3 separate regions of the Mus musculus genome follow, and regions 1 and 2 are each linked to region 3. A link is a contact called in public HiCAR-type and promoter capture Hi-C data. All regions are on one chromosome and are shown on one strand. Each heading gives the region's core, a stretch centred on a gene start, on an enhancer-like site or on the middle of the called end of the contact. The rest is flanking DNA. Distances are from core to core; before and after follow the strand shown. Region 1 has its middle 5.4 kb from the start of 4933407I05Rik. Region 2 holds the start of Fdx1 (ferredoxin 1). Region 3 has its middle 65 kb from the start of 1810046K07Rik.

What was found. Promoter capture Hi-C pulls out the DNA fragments that hold promoters and counts their contacts. HiCAR-type assays count read pairs that join an accessible place to other places.
Region 1: a contact with region 3 is called in a HiCAR-type map of fibro-adipogenic progenitors, with 6 times the contacts expected there. The contact joins two enhancer-like sites. A contact is called at or near these places in 1 of 484 Hi-C or Micro-C datasets (bone marrow-derived macrophages) and 2 of 115 datasets of contacts at active chromatin or transcription factors (T-cell acute lymphoblastic leukemia and fibro-adipogenic progenitors).
Region 2: a promoter capture Hi-C map of cranial neural crest shows a contact between it and region 3, with 4 times the contacts expected there. The contact joins the promoter of Fdx1 here to the enhancer-like site in region 3. A contact is called at or near these places in 6 of 39 promoter capture datasets (the 3T3-L1 cell line, the C10 cell line, cranial neural crest and 2 more) and 4 of 115 datasets of contacts at active chromatin or transcription factors (astrocytes, double positive thymocytes, embryonic stem cells and 1 more).

Annotation. Positions count from the first base shown.
Region 1 is chr9:51,907,466-51,910,599 of GRCm38.p6, forward strand. No RefSeq gene overlaps it. Among named protein-coding and RNA genes, the nearest start is that of 4933407I05Rik, 5.4 kb to the right of the region's middle. Within about 2 kb of position 1,361, at least 35 of the 459 cell types and tissues checked have an H3K27ac peak or open chromatin away from gene starts, as enhancers often do. A contact at or near this core is called in fibro-adipogenic progenitors, where this site is marked.
Region 2 is chr9:51,962,187-51,965,275 of GRCm38.p6, forward strand. It overlaps Fdx1 (ferredoxin 1), which reads right to left and starts at 1,416. Exons shown (of 4, transcript NM_007996.2): 1 at 1,085-1,416. The coding sequence starts at 1,281.
Region 3 is chr9:51,392,586-51,396,038 of GRCm38.p6, forward strand. No RefSeq gene overlaps it. Among named protein-coding and RNA genes, the nearest start is that of 1810046K07Rik, 65 kb to the left of the region's middle. Within about 2 kb of position 1,971, at least 33 of the 459 cell types and tissues checked have an H3K27ac peak or open chromatin away from gene starts, as enhancers often do. A contact at or near this core is called in fibro-adipogenic progenitors, where this site is marked.

The DNA.
Region 1 (3,134 bases), core at 111-2,610, 510 kb after region 3:
GAAGTCAGATGACCTGGGTCCAAATCACAGCACCAACTTGTCTGTTGTGTAACCCAGAGTGCCAAAATCATCATTGTGAACATCTGGCTCTTCTTGGTAAGATGTAAGTAACAAAACCATACATCAAGAACTTCTTGAACTGAAAGATGGTCCTAGTTAGCTTTAACTATCTGCTTGACACAGCCTAAAGGGACCGCTGAGGGGAAAGCCTCAACTGAGCAGTTCCCTAGGTCAGTTTATCCATGAGCATGTCTGTACAGACAGAGTTGCCTTGATTGCTAATTGACATCAAAGGTCCAACCCACTGTGAGTGGTACCATTCCCTAGGCAGGTGTTTCTGGACTGTTTGAGGGAGTGAGGTAAGCATCTGCCTGAGTGAGCCAGTAAGCAGCCTTCCTCCATGGCTGCTTCTTCAAGTTCCTGCAGTCAAGCCTTCCCTCCTCTGAGTTGCTTTTGGTTATGATATTTTGTCACAGCCACAGAAATGAAACTAGGACACGGATCAATTTTTGTTATTGTTTTTCCAACTTGGGGCGGATCCTTTTGTATAAAGATAATGCTTGGGAGTGGCCAGCAATTTCAAATTGCTATGAAAAATGATTATTTGCTATAGGAACTTGCAGACGAAACCATCGAGCATGGCTGCTTACTGGCTCACTCAGGCAGATGCTTGCCTCGCTCCCTCAAACAGCCCAGAAACACCTGCCTAGGGAATGGCACCACCCACAGTGGGTTGGACCTTCTTCTGTCAATTAGACATTCTATAAAAATGCTTATTCTAAATGTGTATACTTACTACCATAGACCACTAACTGAGGACCATGTACCAGCATCACTACAGATCTCACCCAGAAAAGCGTAACCCCTGGCACAGAATGAGAGTGTTTTCTGCTGTGGTGATTATGAGCCCCTTGTGTGTTTGTAAAAATAAAGTACTGGCCAGTGACTTAGCCCATTAATCACACGTACTAGTAGAAAGAGAAATAATCTCCAAAGCAAGATTATTGTTTGTTTAGTTATTTACTTTTGACTAGCAGGGCTCTGACTAAACATTATTGCTTAAATTTCTTGGCATTTGTATTCAGCATTAGGTAATCTCTGGATTTTGTTTTCTTTTGCAGCCTCTGAAGATGCCTTTCATCTCCTAAGGACTGTGGGTGACAAGGCTGATACAGCTATCGGTGGGTTTCTGTGGGCTGTTCTGTAGGTCAGTTCTCTCTTAGCAATTAGAACCTTTCTAAGCATAACACAAAAGAGCTACAGTGGCCTCTGCCTATGGGCTTCTGGGCTGTTTACTTCTTCACAGCAGGCTGAGACCTGTTAGCTCAAAAGTGCTCTGGCACTAAACACAGATTTTTACACATCCAGTTGTTTTTAGTCATAGTCTAAATAAGCAGACATCTAGCCATTTGGAGCCTGTCTACTATGCAGAACCCAGGAGGCTTCATCCAACATCTACAAACCATAGATAAGAAAGACCTGATAACCACAAACCCCAGAAGCCTCTGTCACTCGGCTGAGCTCTCTGACCCAGACTCTTGACATTTCAGCTGGGTCTCTGACCCCCTCCCTTGGGAGTTCCCTTTTCTGCGCAGTGGCCCCTGCAGTAACTGTAGACTCTCACAGATACTTTCCTGTGGTAAGGTATGTGCCACAAATGAGACCTGTCAGAGTAGCACTAGAGTCTGTGTGTGCTACTGCCACCTGGTGGTCATATCTTCCATCACTCAGTCTCCAGAACCCAAGACTTAAACTGTAGCAATGAACCAAATTCGAGGTCTGTTTTCAGTGGTTTGAGCTTCAGTTAAAGGTACCTAAGGCCCAGCAGGCTCCCTACACAGCAATGACAGAAGGAAAACTCTGTTAGGTGTGCCTTCCCACTCCACAAGGCTAGAATTTAAAATCAGAAATCTGCTTACAAGGGCTTTCTTTATTTGGCTTGCTGGCGTGTAGCAGCGGGCAGACTACCCACTAATAGTGACCATTGATTCTGTCAATGGGAAAATGAGTTCTCCACCTCCACAGGCTGTCATGAGGATTGAACAAATTAATGCATATGGTGACATAGTTTCAGACAATACACGGTCACCACAGAGCATCATTATTGCTATCTACATTTCTCCCTCTGAAGGTGCTACCATGGCCTCCATGTCAGACCCTATTAGAAAAGAGACTTAGATTGCCTAAAAAGCTTTAATGGAAATGTAACATTTTTTAATAAAACATTTTATTTTATTTTTATTACTTTTTTATTAGATATTTTCTTTATTTACATTTCAAATGCTATCCCCTTTCCTCATTTCCCATCAAAAATCCCCCTTCCCCCTGCTCACCAATTCACCCACTCCTGCTTCCTGGTCCTGGCATTCCCCTACATTGGGGCATCAAGCCTTCACAGGACCAAGGGCCTCTCCTCCCATTGATGACCTACAAAGCCATCCTCTGCTGCATAGGCATCTGGAGCCATGAGTCCCACCATGTGCTCTTTGGTTGGTGGTTTAGTCCCTGGGAGCTCTGGGGGTACTGGTTGGTTCATATTGTTGTTCCTCCTATGGGGCTGCAAGCTCCTTCAGCTCCTTGGACCCTTTCTCTAGCTCTTCCATTGGAGACCCTGTGCTCAGTCCAATGCTTAGCTGAGAACATCCACTTCTGTATTTGTCAGGCACTGGCAGAGCCTCTCAGGAGACAGCTATATCAAGCTCCTGTCAGCAAGCACTTGTGTCTGGGTTTGGTGACTGTATATGGGGTGGATCCCCAGGTGGAGAAATCTCGGGATGGTCATTCCTTCAGTCTCTGCTCCACACTTTGTCTCTGTTTCTCCTCCCATGGGTATTTTGTTCCCCCTTCTAAGAAGGACTGAAGTATCCACACTTTGGTCTTCCTTCTTCTTAAATTTCATGTGTTTTGCAAATTGTATCTTGGGTAATCTGAGCTTCTGGGCTAATATCCACTTATCAGTGAGTGCATATCATGTGGGTTTTTTGGGATTGGGTTACCCCAGTCAGGATGATATTTTCTAGTTGACTCATTTGCCTAAGAATTTCATAAATTCATTGTTTTGAATAGCTAAGTACTACTCCATTGTACCACTTTTCCTGTATCTATTCCTTTGTTGAGGAACATCTGGGTTCTTT
Region 2 (3,089 bases), core at 166-2,665, 570 kb after region 3:
TGTTCCTGCTATAAATATAAGTTTTCTGAAGAAGCCGTATCTGCGTTGACTATTTTGCAGACTGATACACCAGGCACAAACATTTGTGTTGTGAAGAGGTGATTGCCACAGATCTAGAGACAGCCAAAGTTACCTTGAGTGAAGGCCTTTAATGGCCACGTATCACCAGACACTATTTCTGAGCTTCATGTTTACCAGGTAAAGACGTTTGGAACATATTATTCGGCTTCCGATCCAAATGCTATCTATGTAAGTTAGCTTTATATAATCCTGTGATCCACTTGGTGTCCCAGCAATATATTTGGCAAGTACATTGATTTGTGACTTTCTTTGGGACTGTGACTACAAAAGTTGAGCTAAGTTCTTCCACCGAGTAACATACAATCCAGGGAAACCTTAATCTGTGTTTCCAGACCAAAACCACTCTTGTTTCACTTTGAAGAAACTTTCATCTTCCCTTTGAAGTAACAGATGTGTTTTGCATTGACATTGACATTATATGATTCTCACCTTGTCCCTACACTTAGAAACCTGTAAGTAAATCTCGTCTTTAGTAAATCTAAGGGGACCGTGCTTTTGAGAACAAATATACCCAGTATCTCCACCCATGGTGGTGGTGGTGGGAATCTCTCATCTCTCTCTCTCTCTCTCAACATTCACCACAGAATTCTCTACACTATGACCCCCAGAACTGTTGCTAAGAGGCAGCTGCCTACTGAGCCCTCACTTTCAATCAGGTGCACGAGCAATGTTACCTTCACGGGGTCGTTTATCCCTTAAATCATCCTATAAGGGCTACACTGTTACCCTGGGTCAACAGGGCGGGTGTAAACCCTACCCTACCTGAAGTCAGCACAAAGGGCCAACACAAAGCAACCCCAATGGCGAAGTCGACAAGGACAACCCACCGAGGAAGCCCCAAAGCCAGCGCCCCACACCGCCCGAGCCAGGCCCAGAAGACTAGGGTCACGGGAAGAGCTCTCCGGCGCGGGGCCAGCAACCGAGAGGCGAGGCGGAAGGGAGTCGCGGGCGGAAACGCAGGCCGCGGGATGAGGGACCCATCGCCGCTGCCGCCGCGCCTCACCTGCTCCGCGCGCGCGCAGACACGCTCAGCGGCCGGCCGGGCCCGGCCTCTGCATGCAGGCGGGGACTCGGGGTCCACGGAGAGATGGCAGTTCCCGCTCCGGTCCCGCAGACCAGCAGCCGACAGCGGTCAAGGCCGCGGAAAGGGACGGAGGCGCAGGCCGCGCGCAGGAGTCGGGCGCCCGGAGCGGCCGCCATAACCCTGTCGGAAGGTTCCGGGTCCCGCGGAGTCCTGCGCAGTGCTGAGGGTCGGGTAGGTCCCGCGTGTCCGGCTGCGAGAGGGCTACACTCCCGCGAGCGCCCTGCGTGTCCTATAACCCGCGGCTGCGCCCCGCCTCGCCGCTGCCACGCCTTCGCGGGGCGGGGCCGAGCACTGTTCCAGGGATCTGGTTAAGAGTTCACCTTGAACTTTTTCTGCAGTCAGCTCTGCGCTCTGGAGCAATTACTCATCAAGGACTGACCAAAAAGCCACCAGATTAACTTTTGCCTTTTGCCATAGACCCTCAAAAACAAAGCAAATTATCACAGTTTCCAACACTTTAGAATACAAGTTACAGCAAAAGGGACCTAGGTTTTTCCTACACAGGACAGCAGAGAGTTATACAAAGTTTTAAAATGCCAATAGGCATTTTTATGAAGAGAGACATGCATAGGTAAAAGCATAAACTATCTCATAATCAATAATTTGCTATTTAGGGCTGCTGAAGAAAGCAGGTAATAACGGTCAGCCTGAACTGACAAACTGAATATATAAAATCCTGAGAAGTTAACAGGAAACTTTTCTTAAATGAGTAACTATTCAACAGACTTCAAAACTAGAAAGCCGACTTTTAAAACGCGCACGTTGTCATTGCTAGTACATTTTTGAAAGAGTTTTTGTGGTCAGATACGCAACCTCCAAACCTAAGTCCTATGTTGATCAGAGACCTTGGATAAATTACTCTTGGAGGATAAGAGTTTCCATGACTGCGGATAAGCTCACACTCAGGGCCACTCTGGAGGTTAGGTGAATTAGGGCAAGGAACTGCGTCACAGACCATGAGCAATACATACATCATCTTGAGCATTCCTGATAAGGTGCTGAAGGACAGAAGCACATGTTGCAAGCGAACTGAAGACAGTAAAAGACTACTTAAATATTCAAGCTGAGGCTGGAGACGTAGCTAGGGGTAAAGAATGTGTGTTGCCCTTGCAGAGAGCCTGGGTTCAAGACTCAGAAACCATAGAGCTGCTCACAACTCTCTGTAACTCCAGTTCCGGGGGATCCAAAACTTTCTCCTGGCCCCTCGGACACCAGGCATGCACATGGTACACATTAGATATAGATTCAGGCAGACACATACATTTGGGAGGAGAAAGGGTATTCTCAAGAGGCTGAGCACACGGCTCACCAGTTAGAGTACTTCTTGAGCTTGCACAGGATCTTATTTGGTTTCTCAGCACCCACTGCAGTTGGCTCCCAACTTAAAACTGTAACTCCAAGTTTCACAGTAATCCTCTGCCCTCGGGCCTCCACAGGCACCCACTGACATGTGGCATACACGTACCTACACACACATATTTTTAAATAAAAATATTTAAAAAGTAATACTTAAGAGGTGCAAAACTGGTCAGGTGTTAAGGACATTTGCCGCTCGTCCAGAGGAGCAGAATTCCGTTTTTAGCACCCATAGTCAGGTAGCTCATGCATGCCCAGAACATGCTCATTCTGACCCCATGAATACACATGCACACCTCAAGAAAATAAATACTTTTAAAATGAATATTTAAAGAGATAGTCTACCTGTATAAAGTCTCTCTAGAGGACATATGGATATTGAACCTGCAGGGTGTAGACATGATTACCTTAGTCTTTGGGCTAACATCATGTTTAAAACTCGGGTTAGAAAGGGGTGAAGAAATCCTGATGAGAAGGCTTTTGTTGTTTTTCAGTCCTAAACCCAAAACCTAAAACTTCATCAGATGATTCAACCATAGGAGAACTGGGCAAGGCATGCATTCCATCT
Region 3 (3,453 bases), core at 721-3,220:
TTTCTATAGACAAGTAAAAAATTCTTTGAGAAGCTACTTTTATAAGATGCTTGATCTCATTTATGAAAAAAAAAAGCCATCATTATTTTCTTAGCATTTCTTAAAGCCAACATCTTAATATCACATTGGCTCATGATGGTTGAATACTTGAGCTTTGGATGGGACTGCAGCAGATGGTAGTAGTAATTTCTATACTATGTAAACGAGAGTTTACAAGGGAATAGAAAAGATGAAGTAATGCAACATTTATCCATTCGTGTACTTCATTAGCAATTAGTATTTACTAATTGCTTTCTACATGTCAGGCACTAAACTGGGCTTACTTCATCTTTTTTGTAGGTTAGGTTTGAGACACATTAGTTCTAAAACTTCGTCTAACATTTGCTCTCAAAGCACCAGTGTAAGGACAAATCACGACACGCATATGCAGAAAGCTGAATGTACGAGGCTTTCTAGACTGTATACTGAACTATGAACTTCATACAATCTCTCATTGTGCTTAAAATTCCCTAGTGGTAGGTGGGCTTAAGAGAATACATATCAGCATGATTTACAGATCACAAAATTTAAAAAGTTATGTAGTGTACCCTTGTATCTGGAACATCTCGTATATTAGAGCCAGGCTGTAATCACAGCACATCCTCTTCAGAGGTGTAAAGTAGAAGTTTCCAAATTTACTGAAACTGAGTTACTCGCATTCCTCGGCTGTCTCTCCCTATCTCTAGGAGCTCTAGGGTGGTGGGAAGAATTTATGTCTAACAAGCTCTTTGGCTGATTTTGACACTGTATTTTGAGAAATGTTTCTGTGAACCCTACTAATTCAAACTGTAGTGTGTCATAAACAACAAAGCCCCATAAAACACATGGTCTTCCAGGATGGGGAGGGGAAACTGGCCCATCTCTGTTAGCTTATTTGGATGTGATTTTATTTAAGGACTTCAAGTTAGTTTCATAAGCACATTTAGAACACTGTTTTATAGTGTATTGATAAGCTAAGGGAAGTTGCCTTCATAGACCAGAGACTGCCCTGGTCCCAGATCGTTAGTCTTCTATTTCTAGTTAGACAATCTTCTATAGTCTTATACATCTAGTTAAGGATATCCTTCTAGCTGCCCTTGAGTACTGCATGCAGGGTTGGTTTCCCAGTCTCAGTGATGCATTTTAATTTCTGGATGGCTTCTGGATTCTTTGTTAGCTCATTAGATGGAGGTTTGGGCGTGGGACACCTTATTGACACTTCCTTTATCTAGTCAAAAAGATGACCATGAACAATTTTTCTCATTGTCCTTCTTAACTTAAAAGATAAAAATCTGTTCATTTTTACTCTGTTGACATTCATTTCTTTTCTAAGAACCACTAGGAGTCTGCAAGCAAGTCTACATTCTTTAATTTGTAGAAATGCTTTCGGAGTACTAGGGGAAAACCCTATGACTGGGTCTTATCCATAAGGAGATTTTTTTTTCCTTTCCCAACTCAGGAAAACCAACATTAATTTACTTCTTGCTGACAATTGAAACAGGTTTGGGAAGCTACTCAACTTTTAAAATAATAGACTCAGTGTAGATTAAGTATTGCTCAAACTCAGAATGGTTTAGGATTAAGGGACACGAATAAAACCAAAAACAAGGCTAAATTGGGCCAAGGTTAATACAGACAGTATGGACTGCATAACAAAACTCATTATGTGTTAAATGACTTAAGTCCTCTGACTAGCATTAGAAGATTGTCCCCACACTGAATATTCAATAGGTAATATAACGAGTAAGGGTATAACGGGACATTATGTTTAAGCCAGTTAGAAAATTATAAAAATTTATGGGCAAGCAGCGTACAAGTGATTTTTCATAAAAATACCCTGAGTTGACAACTAGATTAAATGGAAAAACATGTAGGAGATTGGAAGGAAGCCACTGTGAGTGGAAAAGTACACACTGAAACAGAAATTAGTGTCATGAAACACGAGGTGGTTGGAGGAGTTGGACGCTACCCAAAGGCAAGCGAAGAACTCCCCGCTGCTGCAGAATGAGAACGAGGAGACACACGGCTGGCAAACAAAGGCAGACCCAGAGGAGCTGGCTCGAGCCACCTAGGTGCACATGAGCCCTTCTCATAACGGAAAGCCACTGCCAAGCACTGATGACTGTATTTAGTCATTAGATCTTACATTCCCACTCTTATCTTCCTGACCTAATAATGCCTTAGCAAAATATTAATAATCCCCACTCAGTATGAGCTGTGAGACTAAGCTCCAGTCAGAAGCAACCCTGCCAGTCTATGACAATATTTACTGGCTGCTTGCTTGACTGCTTGCTCTGGAGTTTTGACAGGGATTGGTATTAACTTGCCTAGATTCTCGTTTTTATATCTCGTTTTCCCCCCCATTCTCTTCAAAATCCAGAATAATATTGGCCACTCTTAATTTCAAATTACTATAAAATGTCAATTGAAACTGTGTGCAACTCTGTAACAGAGAGATCTTATCTAGTGCTGGTAGAACTGACCCTCATACAGCCGGTGGATTAAAACCACTTTGAAAAGGGTTTATCAGTGTCTTACAAAGACAATCTACATTTGCCATCTGGTCCAGCCATTGTACACTGAGCTATTTACCAAGATAATTGAAAACACATCCCTCCACACAAGATGGGTATACAAATGTTTACAGTGGTTTCACTTGTAGCAGCCAGAACCTGGAAGGAGTCCTATGCTGTGAGTCCAACTATGTTTAGACATAAAAGAAAGAGCTACCGATATTTGGCAAGTTATTCTCAAAGTCAGTATGTAGCAGGCAAAGCCAGAAGAGAAAAAGAGAGCATATCAGTTACTTAAAATTCTTATGAATCCATCACTTCAGAAACTAGTTCAAGAACTTCTGGCAGTGTAGACAGGGTTGGGAGTAGAGAAAGGAGTCACAGGAGTGTACAGACTTCTGCAGACAGACATATATCTTGATTTTGGCAACGGTTTGAGGAACATGTTTATATGTCACAAGTCATCAGGTTGCAGAGTTTAAATATCTTTGGTTTACTGTGTGTTAATTATACCTCAATCAAGGTAAGTAAAAAGTGGGAAAGAAATAACTAGAATCTTCCAGCATTAGCATCAAGAAGAAAGAATGAACATCAGAAAGTTACATACAATTATTCAACTCAAACTGGACTGCATCCCAGTCGATCTAACATAAATTGAAAATGCCCTAAAGCAAATTGCACCAAATGGCCTAACATCACAGCTTAGTAGCATAGTGTTCTGTAGACTATCTGTTTTCTCCCTTATAAACCTGTGGTTAACCGTGAGCTGGGGCTCCCAGAATCATGACAGAGGACACATCTGTATCATTATCCTGGGGAAACATGAAAATTGGAAATTCAGAGTGCAATTTCTGGTGAAGGCCATCTTTTACAGCATCATAAAGTTGAAAAGTTTGTCCCATTGTAGATGGAGACTGTCTAC